Linked DNA regions of Mus musculus: all the other regions are linked to region 1. Evidence: chromatin contacts called from public Hi-C and Micro-C data. All regions are on one chromosome and are shown on one strand. The core of a region is the stretch at or near the end of the contact, and the rest is flanking DNA. Distances in the headings are between cores, read along the strand shown. Region 1 holds the start of Arl8b (ADP-ribosylation factor-like 8B). Region 2 has its middle 16 kb from the start of Gm6749. Region 3 has its middle 21 kb from the start of Gm35359.

The links. A called contact is a pair of places that touch in the nucleus more often than the background predicts.
Region 2: a contact with region 1 is called in a Hi-C map of muscle stem cells, with 2.4 times the contacts expected there. The contact joins the enhancer-like site here to the promoter of Arl8b in region 1. A contact is called at or near these places in 3 of 39 promoter capture datasets (the 3T3-L1 cell line, liver and pre-B cells), 2 of 484 Hi-C or Micro-C datasets (muscle stem cells and nephron progenitors), 1 of 115 datasets of contacts at active chromatin or transcription factors (large pre-B cells) and 3 of 9 other capture datasets (adipose tissue, liver and pancreatic islet).
Region 3: a contact with region 1 is called in a Micro-C map of embryonic stem cells, with 2.5 times the contacts expected there. The contact joins the enhancer-like site here to the promoter of Arl8b in region 1. A contact is called at or near these places in 4 of 484 Hi-C or Micro-C datasets (embryonic stem cells, muscle stem cells and stem cell-derived neural progenitor cells), 5 of 115 datasets of contacts at active chromatin or transcription factors (the SCID.adh cell line, bone marrow-derived macrophages, embryonic stem cells and 1 more) and 2 of 9 other capture datasets (adipose tissue and liver).

What each region holds. Positions count from the first base shown.
Region 1 is chr6:108,781,397-108,784,960 of GRCm38.p6, reverse strand. It overlaps Arl8b (ADP-ribosylation factor-like 8B), which reads right to left and starts at 1,902. Exons shown (of 7, transcript NM_026011.3): 1 at 1,584-1,902. The coding sequence starts at 1,706.
Region 2 is chr6:108,895,090-108,898,653 of GRCm38.p6, reverse strand. No RefSeq gene overlaps it. Among named protein-coding and RNA genes, the nearest start is that of Gm6749, 16 kb to the right of the region's middle. Within about 2 kb of position 2,008, at least 30 of the 459 cell types and tissues checked have an H3K27ac peak or open chromatin away from gene starts, as enhancers often do. A contact at or near this core is called in muscle stem cells, where this site is marked.
Region 3 is chr6:108,708,400-108,711,963 of GRCm38.p6, reverse strand. No RefSeq gene overlaps it. Among named protein-coding and RNA genes, the nearest start is that of Gm35359, 21 kb to the left of the region's middle. Within about 2 kb of position 1,888, at least 248 of the 459 cell types and tissues checked have an H3K27ac peak or open chromatin away from gene starts, as enhancers often do. A contact at or near this core is called in the SCID.adh cell line, adipose tissue, bone marrow-derived macrophages and 4 more, where this site is marked.

The DNA of each region.
Region 1 (3,564 bases), core at 653-3,152:
CTCCTCCTGGTTAGACCTCAGAGCAACTCTGCTAAGGACTCTATTGTTATCTGCACTTCATAGACAAGAAAACAGAAATCGACTCAACCAGACCCAAGGCTGCTAAGATCCAGATTGCAAATCCAGAACTGCATGGCATAAAAGTTCAGGCTTGTTATATATATCAAGCTACACTGCCCAGTGATAATACAGGCATGAGAGTAAGCAGTACATCTCTTAAATCCTACTCATTGGTGCAGGTCCTTGCATTAACTCCTCCGCAGCAAATACAACTGGCCATCCCAACACACCCACGTGTACCATTTCGATCTTGCCCAAGGGACAGGAGTCCCGAGGAAACTCCAATTCTTATCTAGGGTAACAGAAAATGAACAGCTTGAAGCCTGTAGAAAAGTTCTAGTATGAAAGAGTCTAAAGTCTGTTCTGCCTTGTTCTCTTGGGGTCGGGGTAGAGGCAACATAGAAAGAGCCTAACATGAAGTTCGGGAAAGTTTCCTTACACTTATATATTCAGCCATCTTCGAAAGAGATTTGAGCCTCCGCTCCTCTCTCTGACGCCTGTTGCTCTATTACTACAGGGACTGAGTCACACGTTACCTAGGTTTTCCCAGGGCAGTGTGTAGCCAAACCAGTCGGGCAGCTCAGCTGTCTCCTGTGTGAGGATTGCAACAATCCTCTTGAAGGTCTAGGAACTGCCGCCACTTCTCATCAGAACAATTGTAAAGCTCAACCCTCTAAGTACAGCCCTAAAACTGTGCAATGACTCCTTGGCTCCAAAGACTGACATTCACGCCCATTCCTTTCCCAACCAATCAAAGACGCAAAACTCAACGACCACTCTCCCACCGAATTCACATTATATTTACTAGGCAACTTCCCTGAGCCTCCATAAGCTACGTCCCAATCCAAACAAATTCCTTCTGCAAGAGGGAAGAAAAAAAAAAATCTCTCTAAAGACCAAAGCCTGCAAACTTTATGTTGAATGCAGATCCATCTATCTACCCGTTTAACACAATCAGCTGTGGAGAAACCGAGACTCGCCTCGCCCTTGCTCCCTGTCTTAGAAAATACTGGGATCTGAATGGTCTCTCCAACAGCTTCCCCCAGTAAGCTAGGTCATCAGTTTGCTCTCCGACGCTCCATGGACAAGTGACAAAGACCAAGCGAACTGGAGGCGCCGAGGCTCCCCCTGGCATTCACAGAAGCGCCCACACGGGTTGCCTGCTTTCACAATGCGACTCCATCGTCCCAAGTGGAGACTTAGGAGAGGCGTCCCCTTCGCAGGCGTTCTGGAAAAGGCCAGGCTCACCCGTCCGGGTGAACAAGTGACAGGTTGGAATTAACCCTTCAGCCTCTACGGCCCGAAAGGCAGCAAGTGTGGCAGACTCGGATTAACCCTTTCCAGGCCGTGTTAAAGGCACAGCCCCCACCACCACCACCAAAACGCAACGTGGAATTGACCCTCCTGCTGCCGACCCTCCGGCTACAACTCCGAGGCCCACACACGCAGGATCGCCCGGCCCGGCCTTCGGGGAGGTGACAGGCGCGAGACGCCGGCCAGGCCGCCCGCAGAGGGCTGCTCACCGCGATGACATTGACGAAGGTGGTCTTGCCGGAGTACTGCAGCCCCACGAGCGTCAGTTCCATCTCCTCCTTCCAGAAGAGCGAACGGAACCAGTCCAGCAGGCGGGAGATGAGCGCCAGCATGGCGGCGGCCGGCTGCGAGCGTGGACGGGCGCGGACGACAGCGGACACTCTTTCCCACGAGCGGGTATCGGCCCCGAACCCGCCAACGGCTCTTCGGCGGGGCCCCTGGCGCGACGCGGGCAGACAGAGGCTGGCGGCAGCGACGGCCGGAGCCAGGAAGCCCAGCGGGTCATATGACTCGCCCTACCCCCCCCACGCCTGGCCCAGCGCAGGCGCGGAAGCGCACGGAAAGAGCGGCGCGGTCCCGTAGACTCCCAGCGCCCTCCGGCGACATCGCCACCTGATGGTGAATCCCACGACACACCCTTCCCTCGCCTTGGTGCCAATTCACTTGTCACATGCCTTTCCTCTTTTCTTTTCTTTCTTTCTTTTTTTTTTTCCCCCCAAATTATGGGTCTCCCAGCAAACGCATGTCAACAATTTCAGTACTTGAGAGGTGGAGGCAGGAGGATCAAGAGTTCAATAAACACAGAAGGTGGGGTTACAGAAATGACTCGGTGGTTAAAAGTGCTTGAGGCTCTTTCAGAAGACCCAAGTTCAGGACCCAGCACCCACACCTGGCAGCCCTCATCAGCCTGTAACTTCAACTCTGGGGGATCCAGATCTAGGGCTTTCTGACCTTGTACATTCTGCAAACATATGCGCATACTCCCACAACGAAACACATAAATAATAATAATCTTTAAAAAAAAACAAAGAGTTGGTCCTCGTTCACTTTTTGATTGAATTTTCCTATAATTGTTCATTGGCAATGTACCCTGAAGGAAAAAGTTAATACTCGGAGGAATTGAACACGGAATAAAAAAAAAAAAAAATCAGAATCTGGGATGGGGATGTAACCCAGTGGTAGAATGCTTGCCTGGCCTGTATGGAGCACTCTGGGTCTAACTAGGGCTCAAGGGAGGATGGGGCAGAGGCAGTGATCCGAATGTAAAGTGAATAAATAAATGAATTAATTAATAGGGAAAATTTCTTTCCCAGCATGTGAAAGACACAGGGTTTGTTTCTAACACAGCAAAACATTAGTGACAGCAAAATCCCTGCCCTCCTGCGGGTTACAGTCCAGTGTGGAGAACAGAACATATACAGCAAACAAACGAGAAAATGCCACGTGGTACTTAACACTATAAAGAAGAGGAACAGAGAAGAAGCTGGAGCCGGCCTGCTTGTCTTTAAGTCAGGTGGTCCTGAGTGGAAAGGCTTGAGGGAAGTGAGAAGGAGAAGCAGGCTGACGTTTGGTAGAAGCACATTCCAGGAAAAGACCCTGAATGGGGAAGGACAGTGAAGTGGTTTGGACTTTGAAGGATGGTGTGCCTGGGGCGAGGGGGAAATGATGGAATTATATTTTAACTGAAAATATATTTTTAAAAAGGAACTCCAGCTGGCTGCCCCAACTTCCCCAGTTGATTTCTGCTTCATATTTGTAAATCTCTAACTTAATGGATGCTTTCTTTGTTAGCTCTCTCCATCAGCTACTCTAGTCATCTCTGCTGGATGTTGTGACCTTGCAGTTTGATGGAGTGGGGCTACCAGTCTACTACTTGCTATTTATCCTTTTACTTTCACTTGCTGTACACTTAAGAAGTTCATTTAAAACCAAAAGTGTAGCTATTGTAGGTTATTCTCTGGACAGTACCCAACACTGGCAAAGATCGGTGGAAGCCTGGAGTAGGGAGAGGTGGAAGAGAATTCAGGGACCAGAGGGAGTGGGATATGGTGGCACGAGTTTGGACTTGATTATACAAGATGGGAAGACAGAAGGTAGCCTGAAGACTTAATTGTTTTTACTGTGTGTGTGACTTGCCTGCACATGTGTCTTCGCACCACATGCATGTGGTACCTGAGAAAAGCAGAAGAG
Region 2 (3,564 bases), core at 759-3,258, 110 kb before region 1:
TTTCATCTCTAGTCAAGATTACTAGGCAAACTAAACATGGTAGAAAACTATAACAAAACCATAACAATCACAGCACTCAGGAGCCTAAAACCAAGGGGTCAAGGGATCTAGGATTTGGGGCTAGCCTGGACCACACAGCAAGAGCCGATCTTTAAAAAGGCAGGGCAGGCAGGGAGGCGGAGGGTGGGGGGAGACGGGACTTTAATAAGAATACTAAGATGGGCCTAACCCAATCATGAGGAGCGTGTAAAAGCAGATATTTTTCTCTCGCTAGCACCAACAGTAGGGAGAGGAGCCCACAACACATCCTTGTTGACATAAAGATGGAGAAGGTCATGTGATAAGGAATCCAGGAAGTCTCTAGGAGCTGAGAGAGGCTCTCAGGTAACGAACTGCACTGAACCCAGGTCTTCCAACTGAAGGGAACTGAATTCTGCCCATGCCCTGACTAAACCCAAGACTTGCATCACACACACACACACACACACACACACACACACACACACACACCAGCACATCCAGATATAACACTGAGCTCAGATGACACTTGAATTTTAGCTTTGGCAAACTAGCCAGAAAACAGAGCTCATCTGCCCATGCTCCCAACCTGTAAAACAGCAAGACCTTAATAGATGGGTGGTGTTGTGAGACACTGTGTTTGTAGTCACTTATTTTAAAAGCATCAAAAAAATAGACATAACATGAAGGTCAACACTGCAGGAGTAAAGCAAGCGAGAAAAGCTGCTGAGCTAGCAAAGAGCAAAGACTTCCTGAGACCCAACAGGCTTTGCTTTCACATTAAGGCCAGTGGATTTCCTCTGAATGAGGTTCAAGGTTTGACACAAGGAAACAAACAACAACAACAAATATGGCCTTTATTTGCCATGCCACACACATTCTGTGTGTGTGTGTGTGTCTGTCTGTCTGTCTGTCTCTCTCTCTCTCTCTCTCTGTCTCTCTCTTTCTCTTTCTCTCTCTCTCTGTCTCTCTCTCTGTGTCTCTGTCTCTGTCTCTGTCTCTGTCTCTCTCTCTCTCTCTGTCTCTCTCTCTCTCTCTCTCTCACACACACACACACACACACACACACACACACACACACACCAGCGCTAACCGCTGCTGGATGTACTGATAGAGAAAATAACTCCATCAATGGTGCACCTGCTGACCTGCAGAAGCACTGAGAAATGCTTGATTGTAAATTATTCAGAGGCGGCCTGCAAAAAAATGGAGAGCAGCCGAAGTTGAGAGATGGAGCATAGCATATACAGCAATAAAGGAATTCTAGCATCTCTAAAAGAAGAGCGGATCCATCAGGAGGGCTCCCATTAGGCAGGGTGAGCTGCGATCCACATTTTCCATGTCTCCCCACTCCCAAAGCCAACACAAAAAGCACTTTTCAGCCAGTGTTGCTTTGACACGCACATCCGTGCTTCACAGATTTGGCCTCTGGAGTATATGACGCTGGCCCCCACACCGTCCTGGCAATTGACTCACGAATGATTAAACCTGATGATTACCCAGGGCAGATAACCTGATTGCTAATAGAGACTAGAGTGGGGAGCAACTTTTGTTGGCGGGTGAGTTCTTTGTCAGAGACTACCTCCCAGGGGTAGTTGGCTGGGAGAGACTGGAAAGTTGACTAAAAAGCTCCATGGTGGGAAAAATTAAGCTGTACAGCCATGTGATAATAGCAGCAATAGAAAGAGAGGCAGAGCCTCCACCCACACAGCAAGTCAGAAATACCTCAGGTATAATTAAACTCGATTCCAGAATTTAGCACCTTTTTGTAATAAGAATCTTTGCTTGAAGTCCTTAGCATTCTGTTGCCTTGGCAAAAACCCTATCACTTGGCATTTCAGAGGTTTCTGTCCCATTTTCAAAGAACAGTCTTGGTGAAGGAGCCTTGGGAAGATGCATCTGATTCCGCTGGTCCCTTTACTACTGAGTCGCCCTCTGTGAGGAAGTAAAGGAAAGAGACTTTTGCAGGCCTCTGCCTGCCTGGGCTTCTCGGTGATGGGTGTTCCTTGCCTCCTCCTCACCAGTAAACCTTAAGTAGGGCACGCCATGCTAACTCCAGCAGAACACAGCCAAGATCTCCGTGTCAGTGGCGCTTGAGGGCAAACCCTTGGCACATCTGCTGCTTATCTCCGGATGTCAGAGTTCTTAAGTGAACGTCTTGGACTTGGAATTTCTCTTTTATGCTTGTTTGACCCCTCTGTTATAATACCCAGCTCTGATCATCATTTCTTCCATATCCATTCTTGCCAGTATTCATTCTCTTTCTCTCTGTCTCTCTCTGTCTCTCTCATCTCTATCTGCTCTTGATCCCTCTCTCTCCACCCTCACCTCCTCCCTCTCCTTCTATCTCACCCCCCTCTCTCTCCCCAAAAACCATTGTCATAGTCCAATGCTATTTTCTGAAAATGGAAATCATGACTTGAACTCAAAGCGTGACTGTAGTGAATCACATGTGAAGGCCTTGGCAGGGTGCTTGGCACATGGTACATGCTGGACAGTATTAGTCATTTTTGATAGAAAAACTGGTGCATGGTTGGCAAAAGAAAAAGCCTAAAACTCATAAAGGGTATTCCAGCAAGAGAGGAGACAATACGGGAATAAAATTAAAATGCAAATAACCCATCTAGACACTGGATGTCCCCTCCCATTTCCGAAGCATCAGAATTCCGGAGCCTGCCTGTAATTATAAAAAGGGAGAATTTGGTACTTGGGGGTTTGCTTAAGATTATACCCAATTAAGGATAGCCTACTTGAAAGTTTAAATTGTCAGAAACCCACCTTAATACTGCCTCAGCCTTTTGTCACACCAATTATAATTATGATTCATTCAATAACTGTCCCCTGCAGACATAGGATGTGCTTGGCACTAGGTGTACTACAGAAAGCAAGAGAGGGGCTGCTCTGACATCATACAGTTAAGGGTGTGACAGGGAAGACAGATGACAAACGTGCATAATACAGGCATAAGTGTATAGCAGAATTGTTGAAAGGTAACAGGAAGACGTCTTTGCACACATGTCATGACCAAAGAAGTCCTCCTTAAGAAGCTGCCGTTCAAACTGAGACCTGAGGATGGAGAGTAAACAGCAAACGGAAAATTGATGTGAGGCAGGACAAGGACCTGGTACAGGCAAATAGGATCAAGCTCCCCCTGCATTGAGTTGCTTGCTATCTGACAGCAATGTTGCCACTTATTTAAGTTCATCCCACAACTTCCCAAAAGAAGGCACAGTCTTGCTAGGAGATAACTGAGGCCTGGAGGGTTGAAGCAAACCACCCAAGGCAAGTGGCAACGCTGACTAATACTGAGTCATGACAGCATCTAGCTTTCTTCATCAAAATAACCCAACATCTGAACCAGGAAATAGGGGTGGGGTAAGATGAGCAGGACTTCAAGTCTAGGGGAAAAACTGGCAGTCACTGTTCCAGATCTCAGTGAGTCTCTTTCTAAGGAGAATCACAATTGCTACCTGTTAAAGGATGCCCTTACACCAGGCACAGTGCCCGGCCCTTTGCATGTATAATTCTCACAGCACACCACAGACA
Region 3 (3,564 bases), core at 639-3,138, 73 kb after region 1:
ACCTCGATGTCTGGACACATCTGGGTTTATGGCTCCTTCCTTGGAAGCCAAACCATCTGGTCTTCTTTCTTCCATTCTGTAAGCAGAAAGACCCAGGGTAGAGCTTCATTTTTCCGCTGATGTAAATTTTATTAACACCCCAATTTAGATAGCAGAAGCAGTGACAGTTTGGTTTTAAGATATTTTCCACCTCACTGAAAACCAAAAAGTTACATGGCATATTGAGAAATCCCCCACAAACCACCCCCTAGGAAGTTTTGGGTTGTTTTTAAAGCGTTGGGGGAGCGAACCCAGGACCTTATGCATCCCAAGCAGGTGTTCAGGACCTGAGCCACACTCCCAGCCTCTGTGCAAATTGTGTTGTCTTTTTTAGGCTTTTTTTTTTCTTTTTGCATTGGACATGTGAAATTCTCACCATTCAACTACTCAGTATGTGCTTTGAGACCTGGGAAAGACCCTAGTTTTTTATAGATCTGTAACTGAGGTAAGTTTAATGTCTCCTGTCAGTAACTTTCAGCATTTGGCTCCTACTTCTTCATAGCCTTTATACCATTTTTCTTTCCAGCATATCTCTCTCTCTCTCCCCACCCCCTCCACTCTCAGCTTAATTGTGGAAACCTTCTCATTGCTAACACAGAACAGACATAGGCATTAATTTTAGCATGTAGACCAAAGTCTAGAAGCTCAGTTCTCAAAATGTGGGTTCCAGATCAGTAGCTGTTTGGAAACTTGCTAGAAATATAGAGCTGCAGCCCCACCTCAGGCCCACAGAACCCAAATCTGCTTTTTCACAAAGTACTAAACACATTCAAAATAAAACAAGTAATGTCCTCTATGAGAGCAATTGTGATTAAAAGAGGACAGTATTACTGACAGAGAGGGAGCCACCCTACACCGCAGGCTTCAGGATTAAAACTCATTTCCACTCTAAATACTTGAGTGCCCAGATAAGCTTCATTGAGTGGGTTACATCTTAGCGGTAGTAGAAATTAAAACTGTGAAAGTTTTAAAAGTATCTCTAATTTGGGGTTGGAGAAATGACTCATTGGTTAAGAGCACTTTTATGGCTCCTGTAGAGGTCCAGGGTATCTGACGCCCCCTTCTGGCCTGCACAGCCACCTACATCCTACATGCACAAACTTCATAGAAACTCTCTCTCTCTCTCTCTCTCTCTCTCTCTCTCTCTCTCTCTCACACACACACACACACACACACACACACACACACACACACACACACCCCAGCACAATTCATTTAAAAGTAGTAATCTAGGTGTTGCGGAATCCATGGCTATAATTCTAGGATGCAGGATGGGAGATGGCTTTACAGGTAAAGTCTTGACACCTTGCCTGTTGACCTGAGTTAATTCCTAAGACGAACACGGTGGAAAGAGAGACCTGAATCTAACAAACTGTTTTCTGACCTTTAGATCAGTTCTCCCTCTATATCTTAGTCTCTGTGTCTCTTCTCTCTGTCTCTGTCTGTCTCTCTCTACTCCCTCCCTTTACCCTCCCTCTCTCCCTCTCTCCCCTAATACAAAGAGAGACCCTGTCTTAAAATCTTAAAACAGCAAAAACAGATTGTGCGGTGAACATAAAACGCAAATTCTGGTCCTGACTAGTTCCTAGCGTGGCTGAGAGACTATGGGCATATCTCTGTCCTCTCTGGGCCTCCATTTCCTGATCTGTTTTACTGTGGAGACATCTGTCGCACCCCAGCCCTGCCAACTCTCCTAGCCCTCTCTAAAGGTCTGGGAGGTCCCAGACAGAATTTTAGAACGATTCTCCTTTTTGCCCAGAAGAGGGCGATGGAGACCGGCCATGGCTGGACCACTTCTAACCCCGAGGCGGTTCACAGACTCCTGATCGGTCCACAAGGATCCCTCGTGATCCGGGCGGTTTCCTTGGCACCAGCTGACATTGGTATCCCAGGCCACCTGGGCGGTCCAAGTGAGAGAAGGAGCTCTGGACGCCTTCCATATTGACCCAAAAATGGCCAGTCTGGGTATTCAGATTCCTCCTATCCCAATCTGGGAAGAGCCACAGAGACTTGGTTTGAGGAAAGACACATTGTCCCCACCTGCACTGCGTCTTTGGGTGAGAAACCACCCAGAAGCTATTTACTCCAAAGAGAAAACTGGGCGGGGTGGCCGGAAAGGAACAAGACACAGAGCTGCGCCAGGTCCTTGGGGATTGCCTGCCACTGGCGGGCTGCGCTTGCATCAGCGCCTGCTGGGGCTGGGGCAGGGGCCTGGCCACCAGCGACGTCAGCCTCTTTCCCAGAAGAATTCCACTTCCTGCGGTCCGGGCCCCAGAAGTGTGGGAGTGGTGGGGGTTGGTTTCTTAGGATGACACCACTCAGTATGCTGCATCTCCTCATTCGCACACGCTGTTGTCATGGAGACGAACAGCATCCTGACAGCCCCGGAGAGGCCAATTCGCCCACAAGAAATGACCGGGGCATGGCCGACTCAGGAAAACACTGACTGTGTGGGGTGCTGGGTCAAGGAAAACAGCAGCCACGGGTCCCTGAATTTGGCCCCAGGGATGGGTGGGAGGGATGAGGGAACCAATTTCTGTGATGCGATTTCAAAGCTGGAGGCGTCTTAGTCCAGAGAAAAGCTTTGAAAGCACGTGGCTAGCTAGCAAAAGTTTCTTCCTCCTCCCCCTCTTCCCTCTCCTCTTCTTCCTGCTTCTCCTCTTGTCGGCTTCTTTCCCCAATTTTCTTAGGACTCTCTAAGATTTCCCGACCTCATCAGCTCTTATCGAAGGCAGTGTTAGTATTAATTCGCTTAAGTAAACATTTGTTAAGCGGTCAGGGTGTAACTTGCAAAGTTACACGGGTAAAAGACCTCCTTTCGTCTTCGCCATGACTCAAGTGCTGCTGTCACCTTTTCCGAGGAACTATCCAGTTCGTGGGCGATCTCCTAGGAAGTCAAGTCAACTCCCGCTCTCTAGCCATTACCGAGCACCTGCCAGAACAGCAGCTAATACGGCATGCAGCATGTGTGATTTTTTTCCTCTGATGCTCCACTGTGACTGCCCTAAGACTAAGCACCGAATCTCTAATTATGGGTTGGTAAATTTGAGATTATTAACCCCCAATCACGAGGAAACCTTGTGCCTGGATCAGGAGTCTGTGAACCACCTCAGGGTTAGAGAAGCAAAATAACCCTTACTAAAACATATTTTGAAATACAGAAATGCTGGGCATGGTGGTGCACACCTTTAATCCCAGCACTAGGGAGGCAGAGGCAGGCAGATTTCTGAGTTCGAGGCCAGCCTGGTCTACAAAATGAGTTCCAGGACAGCTAGGGCTACGCAGAGAAACCCTGTCTCGAAGGAAAAAAAAAAAATGAGTATTTAGTACACTGGCGTTGGCTTTGTGAAAAATAGAGTGCATTGCCTACCTAGACAAGTCCTTTCGTTTGAGCCATTTCTGTTGCGGCCGCCAGCAGCTCGCAACGTGAACGGTTCGACTGAGAAGGCCACTCGAGCTGTAAGAGAGGAATCTAGACGGGGCGAAAAAAGAAACGGAGCTAAGACAATTTCATTCTGATCAAAG